2 separate regions of the Mus musculus genome follow, and region 2 is linked to region 1. A link is a contact called in public promoter capture Hi-C data. All regions are on one chromosome and are shown on one strand. The core of a region is the stretch at or near the end of the contact, and the rest is flanking DNA. Distances in the headings are between cores, read along the strand shown. Region 1 holds the start of Cds2 (CDP-diacylglycerol synthase (phosphatidate cytidylyltransferase) 2). Region 2 holds the start of Lrrn4 (leucine rich repeat neuronal 4).

Region 1 (4,397 bases), core at 503-3,002:
CGATTTCTAAGTATTGTCTTTGCAAGGTACTCCTCAAATCTGGACCTCAGCCCTAGACCTTCTCCAAAGGAAGAGAGTTCTCCTCTGATGACCCACTGTCTACAACTGTAACAGAGTTGTTTAAACCCTTTATCTTTCATCTGAACTATTCTTCCTAGTAAAATTACTGTTGGCATACTGACCCTAAGGCTTACGCTTGTTTCCTTCCTGATGTTCTAACCAATTCAAACACAGTAAAAAGGTACAAGCTGGCTAGGGGGCTAGTGCCTTTATACAGCACAGGATAGGCAGAGGTGGAGGAGGTCCAAACTAGCTAGCAGGGCTTCCTAGAGAGATTCTATCTAAAACAAAAGTTCTGATGTCAAACGTGGGTGCTTAGGCTTGATGCTGTTTCCTTAAACAGCATTGGGGGGTGGGGTGCCTTTAGTCCCAGCACTCAGAAGGATCTCTGGGATGGAGGCCAGCCTGATCTACAGATCAAGTTCCAGGACAGCCAGGGCTACAAAGAGAAACCCAGTCTCGAACAAGCAAACAAAGATACTAAACTCTGTCAACTATTAATCAGGGGAAACGCGGCATATCCTCCTCCTTTATTGAAGACAGGCTAGAAACAGACCTTCAACGGAACCCTTATTTCCGTATCAGCACGCAGGCCTACGTACGAGAGCTTCTGCAGGTCACAAGCTGACAATCTCTGACTTAACCAGTCTCCATCATTCTGGTCCAGGCTACCTCAGCCGGTTCTACTCATCACTCACTGATCCGAACCACAAATACGGTCCGTCATTCAATGTCCACAGTAAAACAACCACCCTCCACCTTTCTCAACTTCACACAAACCTCGCACTTTCAACCAAAGGAGCGCCCCCACATTGGCTGTGTCCCTGCCAAAATGGCCTCCTCCTTACCTTCCTCCTTTACCCCATCAATGCCCACACTTGGCGCAGTAAACAAACCCACCATTGGGAGCACACACCTGCTCACTAACCCGCCCTCTCACGGAGTGGATCAAGACTCCTCTCTGATAGAACCAACAGATTTAATGTTTTAATCAAGTTCAAAAGAAGGTTTTAATCTCCCAGGAGACAAATGCTATGGCCTGAGTCCTCCCCCATTCCCCAATCAACAGCAATACTTGTAAAGCAAGCGGTGAGCCTACATCGCGCTCTCCGGGCCCCAAGCAAGGTCTGTGGGGTGTCCAGCGTCCACATCGGGAAGGCCTAGGGAAGGCGAAGACCCTCCAGAGCTCACGCGCTACTCCCCGCGCCCGCAGACCGCTGTCCCCACAAGCAAAAGACACCCGCCGACCCTCTGCGCAACCCAGGCCTGGTACCCAGGGCCGCGATAAAGGTCAGAGGGCGAGGCTGCCGGCGCGCCCCTCCGCACTTAACGATGCCTCTACCTTGTCCTCCGGAGGTGCGTCCTCGCGGACAACCCTCTGCCGTAGTTCGGTCATGCTGGGGACCCCGGCGCGACGTCACCCCGAGTGAGCAGCACGGTGGCCGCGGGGGTCGGCTCAGTGAGCACGGGCTCTCGGCGGGCCCGAGCACCTCGCAGCCCCACCGTGCCTCGCACAGCCCCTGCAGCAGCGCCACTAGCCCCGAGCCCGGCCCCGCCCAGCACCGCTGCCGCCGCCCTTGCCCGGAGAGCGGAGCCGCTGTTTCCCCAGCGGCCGCTCGCTCCTCCTCCCGGGAAGCTGCGAGCCAGCGCGCACGCGCACTGCCGCCATCTCCGCCTGGAACCCCAGACGCCAGGAGGCGGGGCAGCCTGGCGGGGGTGGGGGCGTGAGCGGAGTTCGAGACACTCATTGGACAAAACCTAGAGGGGGCGGGAGAAAAAGAGCAGAGTGAACCAATGGGGTCCTTGCGTCCTACCGCAAGTCCCCGCGCGCGAGTGCTGGGTCCAGAAGGTAACCTGTTACCGGGGGACAACAGCGCCTCGTAGCGGCCTAGACTTGCTGCTCTCAGCTTGGGAGTCCAAACGAAGAGACCAGGTGGACCTCTGAACATCATAGCAGGAGGTGAAACCTGTTTCAGCTCACTTTGCCTTGCCAAGCCATGGTCGCTGGTAACTTAGTGAGCACTGATTCTGTCTAAGCACCGAACTCAGAAATAGTCTCGTCCCAATCACACACCTTTTTTGTTCACAGCACTCCAGAGACAAAGGCAAGTGGATCTGATCTATGTAACCTGTTCCACTGCTACTGAGACCCTGTATCAAAAAACAAACAACCACAACAAAAAACACTTAGAAATGGATATGATATCTGCAAGTAACATCATCCAAGATATTGCTTGTCTTAAGTTTTTGTCTTGTTTTGTGCTGAAGGTAGAACTCAGGACCTATGGGCTAGCGAGATGGTTCAGTGGGTAAGAACACTGACTGCTCTTCCAAAGGTCCTGAGTTCAAATCCCAGCAACCACATGGTGACTCACAACCACCCGTAATGAGATCTTACGCCCTCTTCTGGTGTATCAGAAGTCAGCTACAGTGTACTCATGTATAAAAATAAATCGTTCAAAAAAAAAAAAAAACCCTCAGGTTTGGCTCTTGTTAACCACAACTTCTGTGAGTAAGTTAACACCCACATCTAATTCTTTGAAAACCTTTGGGCTGAAAGGAATGTTTCCTATGGAGCCCCTCCCTCTATTCCTGACCTAGTTTAAGCATTTAGCCAGCAGCTACAAGGGTACGAGTAAGAATTAGAACTCAGACGTTTGTTACCACGCTGTAACCAATGTTCACATATGCTGCCTGAATTCAGTATTATGGGTGCTGTTCCAGCATTGTTCTCATGCAAAACAGGGCTCCCAGTCCTTAGCCAGATTGCAATCTCAAAGAAGTCTTCCACACCAAGGGTCAGGTTCCTTTTAGAGATTTTGACCAGAGCTGTGAGTTTTCAGAAAATAGGAAGAGTTCTGAAAAAGACTTACATTCTCAAATTCTTGTTATGATGTTTCAAATTAACAGCAAAATACTTAGACAAACTTCAGCCCTCTGGTCTTTGCATTTTATTTGCTATTTAACAGCTTTGCACAAATGCTTGGGTGCTCTTGTTCCTCTACTGGTGTTTGCTGGTTTTGTTGGGTTTGGGTTTTTGCTTTGTTCTGTTAGAAATAAATACCTTTTGAAGCCAGACTTTGGCTACTTTGTGGGCTTTTTTCTTTCTTCTACCCTTCTCCACCCTCTTCTTCCACCCTTTCAACACCCTATCACTATGTAGGAAAGGAAAAGAAAAAGGATAGAGGTGAAGGGTGGTGATAATATCATGTGACTATTTTCTGATAATTAAGGGCGTCAAGTTCCTTGGAGCAAGTTTGAGACCAGAATACATGGCTAGAGAAATGGTTCAATGGTTAGGCGCACTTATTGCTCTTGCAGAGGAAGGAGGTTTGGTTCTCAGCACCCATACAGGACGAACTGCCCATAATTCTGGTTCCAAGGGACTCAAGTCCCTCCTCTGGCCTCTAGGATCGTCTGCAATTACATGGTACACGTGTACACGTAACTCATACAGTCACATGCATACAAAAAATAAAATAAAATATTATCTTTAAAAATAATACAGGACTGGAGAGATGGCTCAGTGACTAGGAGAGCTGGCTGTTCTTCCAGAGGACCTGAGCTAAATTCTCAGCCACACATGGGAGCCCGTAACTGTCTGAGACTACAGTCCTAGGGGATTCAACCTCCTCGTCTAGCCTCTGAGGGCACCAGCTACACACATAGTGCACAGATGCACATAGAGACAAAACACCCACACACAGAAATAAACCAAGACCTGGAAATCAATCGATATAAATCAGAGTCATGAAACTCGATGAGGTGTGTACTCAGTGAGATAATGCCTTCCGACTCGGCCTGAACAAGGTTCTCACTTAGCATCATCAAACCTAACTGAGCGCAAACCAAATGCATCCCTAAAATCAGTGTGGTAGGGAGCAGGACTCCATTAACCGGACATTCTAGAAACCATGCTAATAGCACTTCAACTTTAATGCCTCGCCTTCAATAGCAGAAAGAAAAGTAAAAAATGTTCCTGTCATCCTTCATGTGCTTCCTCTGTTCCTTGGGGTTGGTTCTCATTGGTTGGTTCTCATTGGTTGGTTCTCATTGGTTGGTTGGTTGGTTGGTTCTCATTGATTGGTTGGTTGGTTTGGGTTGTTTGTTTGTTTCCTGCTCATTATATTTAGTTTTTTCTCTGGAATCTTTTCTTCCAGGACTCAGGCATTTTGTAAATTTCTTTCTTGTAAATTTTTCATTATAAAATTTCTTCTTAGATTTATTATTCTTCCAAGTATATGTGCCTGATCCCTGTAGAGGTCAAAATCAGAAGAGGTTTTTAGATTCCCCTGGAACTGGAGTTACAGATGGTTGTGAGCAATCATGGGGGTGCT
Region 2 (4,397 bases), core at 618-3,117, 620 kb before region 1:
ATTTGTGACAGCTAGCCACAGGAGGTGAGTGGCTGGGAAGATAGAGCAGTTCAGAGGCAGGGAAACAAGGAAGCCGGAAGCTTGTAGCTCCCATTGGGGGAGGGGAGACCGCGGTACTGGAGCATAGCTGGCATTAGCATGGATTGTTTGTTTGTTGGTTTTTAAATATTTTTTAAAAATTTATTTATTATATATGTAAGTACACTGTAGCTGTTTTCAGGCACACCAGAAGAGGGCATCCAATCTCATTATAGATGGTTGTGAGCCAACGTGTGGTTGCTGGGATTTGAACTCAGGACCTTTGGAAGAGCAGTCGGTGCTCTTAACTGCTGAGCCACCTCTCCACCCCCCCACCCCCACCCCCCGCCCCGGATTGATTTTTAATCATTACATGCAACATCCTCCTATGGTAAAACACGTATGTCACCTTTTCCTATGCTCCTGCAGTGCTACAAGAGAAAGGACTGCAACAGAGTTCTTCGGTGTCCCTGAAAAGCTCCCAAGTGCCATACAGTGGCACTTCCTCATCCTACTATGCCCAAGAAGTCAGCTCATAGACAAAAGGAGACTTTCTAAATATTTTAGTGTCTTAAGTGATATGGATTTATCTGAGTAGCTAAGAACGGTTATCTTACGAGGAAATACACTGGGTCCACTGAGAGCAACAGAACACCTTTTGGTTCAGAATACCCAGATGGCTCACCCATCATCTGCTCCAGAGCCCAGTCAACTCGGGACTTTGGTTTCCTTATCATGGGATTGTGGGCAGTACCTTGAGAAGATTCGATGAGAGAATGCTTATGAACCTGGGATCTAGCAGTGACCCTGACTAAGACAACGTCTTTTCCTCCTTGTGGTCTATCTAAACAGGGTACTTATATTTTAATGGGTTCTGGTCCTTCTTATCTGGTGTCTCCAACTGAAATCAGCTACCCATGCTGACTTCAGTGGAGGCAATGGCTTGACCAGGATGAACAGAGCATATTTAATATTGAGAGAAGTCTGAGGCTTTGATTCTTGGGTATGCAACTCTGTCCAAAGCATTGAGGATTTCATGGCTGGGCCACAGGAGCCAGTCTCCATCCCCTTCCCTTTTCCATCTTTTCCTGGTCTTCTACACCTCCCTCTCACCCATCCCTCCCTCCCTGATCAACCAGTGGTGTCGGGTTTCTACCACCAGGGCCAGGACCCAGACCTCCTGGCCGCTTCCCTACAGAGAGCACTGAGCAGACTCCCCTTAACCTGGCTCAGGCCGAGGAATGCTTCTAACCAGGTCTCAGCCAGCCTAGACCGAAACACTTATCTTTGAGACACTGCATAAAGAGGACATCAAATGAAACCACCAGGGACTAGTAATCTCATCAGACCAGTTTGAAAGGTTCCTGGGACTTCTCAGAGATGCCCAAAGATAAGCGCTGACAGGGGGAAAAACTGGAGGCTCTGGTCCCAGGGTCTATATACAAAGAACTGAGGACAATAGCCCAGCATGCTCCCAGTCGTCCTGGTGGGCCTGGGATGGCTGGAATCACCTAGAAGGGAGACTAAGATTCCTGTGAGGTGAGCGTGCTGCTTTACTGAGTACTGCTCTTCCTGCTGGCTTCTTTTCTCAAGCTTGGGAGAAGTTTAGCAAAGAAAGAGGACGGGGAGGAGTGGGGGTGGGGCTGGAGCTGGGAATGCCAGGTCTATGGAAAGAGAGGCCTGAGGCGAGAGGGAGGAAGGGGGATAGAAAACAACAGAATTCTTGGTGGGGAAGGAGGGGCTTCGGGGCAGGAGTGTCTCAAGCTCCTCCTGGATGGAGCTGGAGGAGGGGCAGCCGGGAACCTGGCTTCTTCCCTCTGACATTCAGAGCTGACCCGGGAGGTCACTGGTTCCTACAGTATTCCAAAGACTGAGGACCTAAAAGGGCGCGCCACATCCCACTGGGACAGCTGCCTGGTAAGTATGGCATACTACAGGATACATTAGCACCTGGCTCCAATTCCCAGCAACGTTCTCATCACTTTAACTCCCTACTAAGAGGGGAGCCTTGCCCTAGGAGCCTTAATGGTGGCTCACTGTTCATATCAGTGTTCAGCAGGGAGCCAGGGTGGGAATCTGCAGTAATGTGGGCTATCAGACAGTGACTTCCTGCCCTGCACAGCTAACAGGGCTGGGCAATCAATCCCTCCTGCAAAGGGCTGACACCCAGTGCTGGCTTCTGTTAGAACCTATCTGGGACCAGGATCCCAAATCTTGCGGGTGTCTAGGGCTCCTATCTTCTTCTGAAGGCAACCCTGAGCTTCTCTTAAGAAAGAGACACCAGAAGTGGCAGGACCCTTGTATTATGAAAAGTTAGCCAGATGATGGTTTCTAGGTACAACTAAATCTTCCTTGAGTCCATACTTTTAATCTCAGCAGAGGTTTAGTCTGGATGTGTTCACGGTTAGAACGAAGCTGCTTAACCTGGGGTGGGGGAAGTGGGGGGGGGGGTGTTACAGAGGAAGAGAAAACAACCTTCTCTCGAAAACTCAGAGAAGGAGCACACGGAAGCATGAGGGCGGGGGTCTTGGAAGAGTCAGGCCAGGCATGGAAAAGACAGGGAAGACTCCTGCTGGAAAAGCAAGGACAAGCAGGTGTGTGATGGATCTTGCACCAGAGATGAGGAAAACGCTCGTCTCCACCTGCTCACTGACAGAAACGAGGTGGGGGTGGGGACGAGGGTGAGGGTGGGGATGAGGGTGGGGGTTACTTCCTCCCCGGACACACACACACACTACAGGAACTTTGTGTGCCTTTCGTTCGGGGCTTCCTCTGAAACCATGGGCCCTCTGTAGTCTTTCCCTAGAGACTTGACATGCGGTGGACGCTGATGCTGCAGCTGCTGCAGCTCCTGCTACAACTGCTGATGGCGCAGAGCCAGAGCCTGGAAAGGATCTCCCAGGACCGGATCCCCCTCTTCCGACTCACTCAGCAGGGAGACTGGGACAGCCTCGACCGCCACCCTACCGACTCTCTCTGTGTAGGACTCCCCGCCGCGGGAGTCACCACTCTGAACTTGGCGAACCGCAGCCTGGAGAGCCTGCCTAGCTGCCTGCCGCGCACGCTGCGCAGCCTCGATGGCAGCCACAACCTGCTGCGCGCCCTTAGCGAGCCTGTGCTCGGCCGCCTGCCCGAGCTGCGCGTACTCACGCTGCACCACAACCGCATCTCCGTGCTACACTGGGGCCGTGACACGCTGGCCGAGCTGCGTGAGCTCGACCTCAGTCACAACCTGCTGACCGAGCTGCCGCCCTGCGCGGGGCCCTCGGGGAGCAGCCTGCGCTCGCTGGCGCTGGCCGGGAACCCACTGCGAGCGCTGCTGCCACGGACCTTTGCATGCTTCCCAGCGCTGCGGCTTCTCAACCTCTCCTGCAGCGAGCTGGGCCACATCGCCCAGGAGGCATTCGCGGGGGTGGACGGTGGGCCCCTGGCGGCACTGGAGCTCTTGGATCTGAGCGGCACGAGCCTAGAAAGAGGTGAGAACCGTGTGAGGGCTACACATGTGCCTTTGGGGAGGTTGGAGATTAGGGTTGCGCTCTTCTAGAGGTGGCCCCAGAAACCATCCGCGTGTGCCCAAAGTGCTCCACAATCACAGAACTGCTGATAATCTCCAGATTATATATGAGGAAACCAAGGCAGAGAATGGTGGCGTGACTTTACCAAAGTCTCAAAGGTCTAGCGTGCCTAATGTCCCCAGATCCAAGCCCAAACATTTCACAGGCAGATCTCAACATCTTAGCCACTGCCACTGCGTTCTGGCTAGATGAACGCTATGGAATGACGAGGCGAAGTTATCATTGTGGCCCTTGACAGACGAACTTAGCCTCAAGCATGCTGAGGAATTCATTGATTCCACTGTCCCACCACCCTCATTGTTTCTTTGGATGTTGGATCCTTTCAACGGAATGTAGGAGGGAGATGTCTTTGATTCAAGAGCACGATTTTATTGGTCTTTAAAGATACCTCATGTGTCTATAACCAGTGTTCATCACAGCCGTGAGAGGAAGAGTGGCAGGGGGCTAGAGAGAACGAGGAATTCAGAAAAGGGGATGTTTTCCATATATTGGGAAATTACAAAAATTGAGTTCCTGGCCCCGCCTCCAACCCTGTGCCCTCTTGTCCTTTCTTATGTTCCTCGAAAGCTCTCAGCTCTTGGGAGGCATTAGAACTAAGTCTGGCTACTTTGCAAGTGGAGTTTAACCAGAGGCTGTGACAACAGCAGGCTTGGAGATAATGTCCTGGGTACAGACTCACACCTGCTGTGAGTTGTCCATTGCTTCTTTGTAATCTTAACCAACCTGGGCTGTGAGAAGGATTAGGTAGAGCTGAGAAAGAGCCTTTCCAGCTGCCCTACCAGTGACCCCACCCCCAACCCCATC

Evidence for each region. Promoter capture Hi-C pulls out the DNA fragments that hold promoters and counts their contacts.
Region 2: a promoter capture Hi-C map of the HPC-7 cell line shows a contact between it and region 1. The contact joins the promoter of Lrrn4 here to the promoter of Cds2 in region 1. A contact is called at or near these places in 7 of 39 promoter capture datasets (the C10 cell line, the HPC-7 cell line, cranial neural crest and 4 more), 1 of 484 Hi-C or Micro-C datasets (liver) and 7 of 115 datasets of contacts at active chromatin or transcription factors (the SCID.adh cell line, embryonic midbrain, hepatocytes and 4 more).

The regions. Positions count from the first base shown.
Region 1 is chr2:132,260,503-132,264,899 of GRCm38.p6, reverse strand. Cds2 (CDP-diacylglycerol synthase (phosphatidate cytidylyltransferase) 2) reads right to left here and starts at 1,752. Exons shown (of 13, transcript NM_138651.7): 1 at 1,403-1,752. The coding sequence starts at 1,456. Gm46766 (a long non-coding RNA gene) reads right to left here and starts at 1,396. Exons shown (of 2, transcript XR_001783482.2): 1 at 1,160-1,396.
Region 2 is chr2:132,878,332-132,882,728 of GRCm38.p6, reverse strand. It overlaps Lrrn4 (leucine rich repeat neuronal 4), which reads left to right and starts at 1,867. Exons shown (of 5, transcript NM_177303.4): 1 at 1,867-1,935; 2 at 2,814-3,494. The coding sequence starts at 2,834.